2 separate regions of the Strix aluco genome follow, and region 1 is linked to region 2. Evidence: chromatin contacts called from public Hi-C data. All regions are on one chromosome and are shown on one strand. The core of a region is the stretch at or near the end of the contact, and the rest is flanking DNA. Distances in the headings are between cores, read along the strand shown.

The links. Hi-C and Micro-C count contacts between places; a contact is called where the count stands out from the background.
Region 1: a Hi-C map of brain shows a contact between it and region 2, with 6 times the contacts expected there. The contact joins the promoter of ARID2 here to the promoter of SCAF11 in region 2. A contact is called at or near these places in 2 of 2 Hi-C or Micro-C datasets (brain and heart).

What each region holds. Positions count from the first base shown.
Region 1 is chr5:54,349,642-54,352,946 of bStrAlu1.hap1, reverse strand. It overlaps ARID2 (AT-rich interaction domain 2), which reads left to right and starts at 1,963. Exons shown (of 21, transcript XM_074827398.1): 1 at 1,963-2,631; 2 at 2,792-2,885. The coding sequence starts at 2,540.
Region 2 is chr5:54,180,739-54,184,178 of bStrAlu1.hap1, reverse strand. SCAF11 (SR-related CTD associated factor 11) reads right to left here and starts at 1,656. Exons shown (of 15, transcript XM_074827393.1): 1 at 1,447-1,656.

The sequences.
Region 1 (3,305 bases), core at 714-3,213, 170 kb before region 2:
ACCCGGGCGAGGAAAGTGACTCACCTCTGCCGACCGCCCCTCGCGGAGGGGAGACCCCCTGCTTTTAAGGAATTTTAAGGCATGATTAAAAACCACCGCCCTCCTGTGAAGGCAGGTTTAGCTGTGTATGTCTGAAAGAGCGATTTAGCCCCTCAATCGCTTGTTTTAAACCGCTCTCATTCGTATTATCCTGGCTTGGGGAGTTTTATGCGTACTGTTGCTGAAATAGCAGAAACTCAAGAGTGTCACAGACAGGAGCTGCAGACAGGTATCTGCTGCAGGTCTAATTTTAGGGGGAGGGGGGGGACTCAATGCTACAGTGAGTAAGACGCTATGTATTTCTTACACTGAAATCCACACACCACCACGCCATCCATACAGGGCGACTTTCAGTACAGAGTATTAATCTGAAACTGAGGGATTTCTTTTCCCCCTCCCCCTGCCCCAGAAGTGTGAGCCCAGGGCAAATCTTACCAAGCATCTTACTGTATCTCTGTCTCTATAGCTATATTCAAGCTGAAACAGCACTCAAGTCAAAAGGAAAAAAATCTTACTTGGAAAAAAAAAATGGTTTGAGGTAAGTTAGTACATGGAGTAGAAAGGAATTATAGTTTTCCTTCTTTAAGTGCTCACTTGGGGTCATAATGTGCCATTGATTTTAAAACACAGCTCCTTACTGACTTTAATGAATTCTGCTTAGAAAAAAACCTAAAGGCCCAATTTGGCCTTGGATTTCAACGTATCAGTTGCAAGGGGCAAATGTTCCTCCAGAGCCTCTTAAGCTGGAGCAAGCTGCGCTCACCTGAGGCTGTTTGCTTGCCAGGGAAGGACAAATGCCCACCCGGGTCGCTGCTTGCTTTACCTGAGGAGCAGAGGCTCAACAGAAGGTGCCGTTCACTGCATGGGCTCATTCTTGCTCCTGTTTAGCCCAAGCGGCACCAGGCTCCATTGTGGTCAGGGTGCTGGTCTTCTCCGGGGCTCCCGTGTGGGAAACAGAAGACAAGTGTTTACAAACACTGTACACGCCATAGGCAGAGGGGAGAGTGGCCTGCAGTGCCACTGTTGGCTACTGCCCACTCAGGGTGAGGGCCAAGACCTTCCTCCTTAAGTTATTTTATGCTGTATGTACCATTCATCAATATACAGAAATATATAGGCGGCTAAGATTGAGTTCGGCAGTCCTAAAGCACTTTTGATTACAGGCCGTAGTATCTCCAAGAAGAAAAAAAAAAATATGGAGTGAGCCAGAGCTCAGGCCCCTGCTAGCAAACCTCTCCAGGGCAGCCCCTGCTTGGTAAAGCGCTCGGCATTCTCCTTTGCTGAGTTTTAAATACCTCACGCCTCGAAATGAGGGGTTCCTGCTGCCCCCCCCGGCTCAGCGAGCAGCCCCTCCCGCCCCCGCCGTGCCATCCGGGGCGACTTCCTGCCCTTGGAAACACCTCAGGCCGGGAGACTCGGAAAGTTTTTCAAAAGTCCAAATCCACCAGTGCCCCCTTCAGTTGTTGTTTTCTCTCCCCTTGAACTCAGGGCGTTGGGTTTACTCCAATTAAAAAATTCGGCCCCGCTTTCCAAATCCACCTTTCCTGCCGCCCCCCCCCCCCCCCCCCTCCCGCCGCCAGCCAGCGGAGAGAGGCCGATCGGTGCGAGCCTGGCAAGGGAGGGCCCTTTCCCCGGCCCCTAGCCCCGGAACAACCGGTAGTAGCCGTTTTTTTCCTCCCCTCTTCTCCTTCTCCCTCGCCTCTTTCCGCCCGGCTTTGTGTGAAGTTTGCGGCACATTGCAGATGAGCCCTTAGCGGCGAGAGGAGCCTATTGTTCCCCGCCAGGAACTGCTTGCTGGGGCTGTGCTGGCTTTTGCCTTTAGAGCTGCCTTCTGCAGTACCGGGACCGGCCTCCGGGGTCCGCTGTGTTGCGCTCTCGTCCAGGCAGAAGCACGGCGGCCTCAGATCTTTTTGTCTGAGAGAGAAGAGAAGTGAATCCCGCTGCCGCCGCCACCGCCGCCGCCGCCGCTGCTGCCGTAGCTGTACAGTGTGTGTGTGTGAGAGAGCGAGCGAGGGAGCGAGCGAGCGAGGGAGAGGGAGATCGCATGGAGCCGCGGCTGTAACACACACACACTGTCAATACCTCACTCCGGCTCCCCCCCCACCCCACCACAACAGTAACCCAATTCATTGTGTGATCCAGCAGCACCATGTTGAGTCTCATGTGCAGGCTGGATCGGTTGGGTTTGTGGTGCTGAGAGAGGCAGCAGCAGCGGGAGGAGGAATTACTGAGAGGTGCCCCTCTCCCTCCCTGTCTCTTTGCCTGTGTGTTGTGTGGAGACAGGACTCGCAATTACCACACTCTCTGGGGCTCCCTTATTCCTTTTAAACTTTTTTTTAAACAAGCCCCTCTCCATGGCTGATCCCCGGCCGAGCACGGGCACCTGGGTCTCTTAAAGACAAGGAGGAGCCGGGGATTGTTGTTGTTGTTGTCGGCCGTTTTTTTTTTTTTTTTTATTGGAATTTTTTTTTTTTTTACGAGAACCTTTTTTAATACAAAAATGGCAAATTCGACGGGTAAAAACCACGCAGACCAGCGGAGAAAGGGACTCGCTTTCCTGGACGAGCTGCGGCAGTTTCACCACAGCAGAGGGTGAGGAAAATGGGGAGATGGAACGGGAGGGGGGGAGGCTTTTAAACCGACCAGATCCAACTTCCAGCCCCTTCCCTGAAGGACACGGCAGCCCCAGCGAGGGGAGAAAAGGGGGCAGAGCTGACAAGTTGTGGTGTTTTGTGTGTATCTCCTTTGGCAGGTCTCCTTTTAAGAAGATCCCCGTGGTGGGTGGGAAGGAGCTGGATCTTCACGCTCTCTACACCAGAGTCACCACTTTAGGCGGATTTGGGAAGGTGAGTGGAAGTTTTAATTTGGGTTTCCCTCCCACTAACCTCTTCCCAAAAGTCTCCTCTGACCCCCGGGGGCGGCGGGGGGAGCCGGGGTGGCCGGGAACCGTCCTATTTAAAGCCGGTTAGAGAAGGTGGGGGGTGGAAGAAGGAAGCGAGCAGATAGGCAGGTTGGTGGCTTGGCCTTGTCGGTGGAGCGATGAAGGGGGATCCGGGGGTACGGCGCACACCCCGCTGGTGCCTCCCCCGCCTCCGCCGGAGCCCCTCGCCCCTGTCCCCCTTCCCCGGGCGAAGGCGAGGAGGGAGCAGAGAGCTCCGGTCGGCGAGAGGCAGTTTCTTTCGGTTGTGGTGGCAGCTCTCTGTATGTCTCTCTCTCTCACAGAGGGAGAGACAGAGAGGAGAGAGTCTGAGTGCAGTTTTAGTGCA
Region 2 (3,440 bases), core at 407-2,906:
ACAGATTACACTTCACTTAAAACTGTGATCCACTGAAAGAAAATTAACCCCCCCATACATTAGTGATATACAAACATAACATCAGACACCAAGTTAGCTACATCTCCCTTTAAGGTTACCAAAGCCCTAAAAAGCTATAAAATTACAATCTTAAAATAATCAGGGGCATCCCAATCTTTATTACTTAGATGTGAACAGCCTTAACTATCTCTCGACTTTTTAAATAAATGATTCTTTGCCAACAGTACCTAGTTACTGATACTAAACAGATACTAACTACCTGGCCTCTCTCTCTGCTATCTCATTCTTCCTAAAAACTTTAAATTAATTGCTATAGTCTAAAATAAAAACATTGTGAGAGGAAGGGGACCAATTTTAATTCTACCAAAATTGTTTTGAAGTTATAAACGTGGAGACAGGTTGTCAAAGAGGAGTTACATTTGGGGCTCATGCTATTTTTAATACTCACAAGCAGGAAAAAAAAAATAGGACACAATGTACTGTAAAACACAAGAAGAACTGGTGAGTCTCTCACTGGCTTGATAACTGTACCGCTTCCAGGTTCCAGTGTTACTCTGTGCAACTTTACCGATATTTAAGCCAGCCGCGATTCCACAACAGCACAAAAGCAGAGCTGGGCTTTAAGTTGAACCTCTCCGTGCAACTTCCCCACAACTGCAAAGTCTTCCAGTAACTCCTGCCGCTCCAAGACGCTCTTCCAGCGAACGCTGCCGGCATTTACAACTCCGGGCGGCCGGGTCAGCGCCTGCCGCTCCCGGGAAGAAGAGGGACGGCGGTGCCTCCCCGGCCCGAGATCTTTGTTCCGCCCCGCGCCACGGCGGGGAGGTCCCCGCGCTAAGCCCACTCACGGATCACCGGGCAGGGCTGCTGCTCCACCCGTTGCGCCTTCACAAAAGCTTTCGGCTCGGAGGGGGCCGGCGGTCTCCTGGGAACGGCGGATCGCCCCAGCCGCCCCGCTTTGTTTCCCGTCTCGCCCCGGGAGACGAGGCGGGCGGCCGAGAGCCCCCCTCTGCCCCGGCAGCGGCCTGTCACGGCGGCCGAGCGCCAGCACCGGGGCGGGCCAGGCTCCCGGCCGGCGCCACGACACGGGCGGCGAGAGGAGGGGAGGGGAGGGGAGCGGGGGAAAACCCGCGGCCGGAGCCGGCAGCAAACCCCGCCCTCAGCCCGGCGAAGCGGAGGGAGGGAAGGAGGGAGGGAGGAAGGGAGGGAGCACCCGAGCCCGGCGGGCTCCGAGCGGAGGCGAAGGCCCCGGCCAGAGCGGGACGGCAGCACCGCCCGCCTCGCCCCCCCTCTCCGTCCCTCCCGCCGGCGCCCTGCCCCGGCCCGCGTGGGGAAACGGCCCCGAACACTTTCCCGCCCCACACGGAAACTCCCGAGGGAAGCGCCTGCCCCCCGCCGCCCCCGGCCCCGAGCGCCGCTGTTCACCTGGCGCCGCGGCGTCCCCTCGCGCGGTCACTGCTCCGCGGCCGCCTGCATGAAACGGAGCCTCCGCTTCCCCGCGCCTCCTCCGCCACCGCCGCCTCGGGACTTCCGGGAGCGGCGCCCGCCGCCCCGCTGCGGCCGAGGAGCGTCCGCCCGGGCAGGAGGCGCGGCGGGAGGGCGGGCTGGGCTCGGCGGGGCCCCGCTCAGCGGCCGCCGGGCCACATGTCCACGCGCGGCCGGGAATGCGCAGCGCCGGCGGGGACCGCGGGGGGGCGCTGCTCCGCCGCCTTCCGCCGCGGGGGGGGCCGGAGGGAGGGCGGTGGGAGGGCTGCGGCGTGGCGGCGGGCGGCGCAGGCCGCCAGCGAGACGCCTCCAAACCGTCCCGCGCCGCCGGCGAGAGCATTGTGGGATAGGTCCTCCAGCGCCGTCTTGAAGGGGAGGAGGGGCGGGGGAGTCGCGAGAGGGCGAAGGGAGGCGGGAAGGGGCGGGCACGTGACCCGCCGCCGCCGCCGGCAGGCGAGGAGCCAATGGGAGGGGGGGCGGGCGCGCAGGGCCGGGGCGGGGGGGGGCGGGGCGGGGCCGCACGTTGCGGGGCGGGCGCGCCCCCTGGTGGCGGCGCGGCGGCATGGGCGGGGCGCGCGGGCGGACACGTCATCTGACCGCGACGCGGGGCACCTCGAGTGCAATTTTTTTAAAAATTATTATTTTAATAAAATTGGGCAAAAGGGAGCTTTGGACGGAGCCCTGAGACTAGAGGACTGCGACCCGTTTGAGAAGGCGGTGGGGGCTGACGAGCCGGTTCGGCCCAGCCTGGGGCTGCTGTCCTCCGCCGGGCCGATGGCGGCGGTGGCGGCGGTGGGGCGAGAGGCCGGGGCGGGCCGGGCCCTGGGAGCCGTCGCTGCCGCTGCCCTGAGCGCTCGCAGGGAGGCGCGGGGCTTTCAGCTCCGTGCCCCCAGCGGGCTGCCTGCTGCCGTCCGTGCCTGTTTGCTGTGAACGCCAGCACGGCCGCGGCGCTGCGTGGGGCACGGGGGCAGCGTGGGGCCTGCCCCGCGGCTGCGCGGGGAGAGGAGCTCTGCTGCTGCAAGCGTCCCTCCAGGCGCCACTGGTGTCAGTGGTGATTGTTGCTGGCTGGTGTTTGTGGGCCTCACAGAAGTAGTGAGATTTAATCCTTATGTATTTATACAACCAGGTTTTTTGAAGCGGTTTGTCATCTTGTCATACATCCTGATTATAGCCAATAGAAAAGTTGTTCAGTGCAGCAGCCTCTGTTGCAGGCCGGTCGTGTTTGTACATCTCTATCACGGCACTACCAGACTCTGTGAGTCTGCCGTAGCGCCTCCACACAGGCTCAGAGGCAGTGGGGAGCTGGGGGACGCCATGGAGCACCAAACCTCAGCTGAACCCCCAGGGCGACACACCTGCCGTACCAACAAACAACAGGGAAGGGGAACCAGCTACCCCAAATATGCAGGCTTGGTTGAGTGTCTCCTTGTGTCCACAATGAAGTTGTTGCAGCCTGTGTGGAGTAAAATATGTGTTAGTGTCAGTCTGTCAAGAATGATGATACCTTATTAGTTGCTGTGATTACTGATGGAATTAATTTAGGATTAACTCAGAAGAACTTGAATCAAGTAAGAGGAGCCTGGGGGGACAGCATGTAAGAAGAGTCAGGAAGAAAGGAAAAGACTGGATTCATTAGCAGGCTGCAGAGAAATGTAATAAGAAGCAAGACTATAGCCATAGGTTGGAAAGCACAGACTTATGAATGGAGATGAAATGTTTAAGGTAAGTCTGACTTTAAAGTTATTAAGGTTAATGAACTCCCCAGATCTTCAGTGGGATCATCTAAAGAAAGGAATAAGCGGGTTTGAAGGTTGGGATTAAAGAAAGCCCTGTTATAAAGTAAGAAAGATGACTTTCAGTGCTGTGTTTTGAATAGACTGAAATCTTGAATGACCCTAGAACAAGGCACTGAAGCAATTAAGAAGGGAGAACGA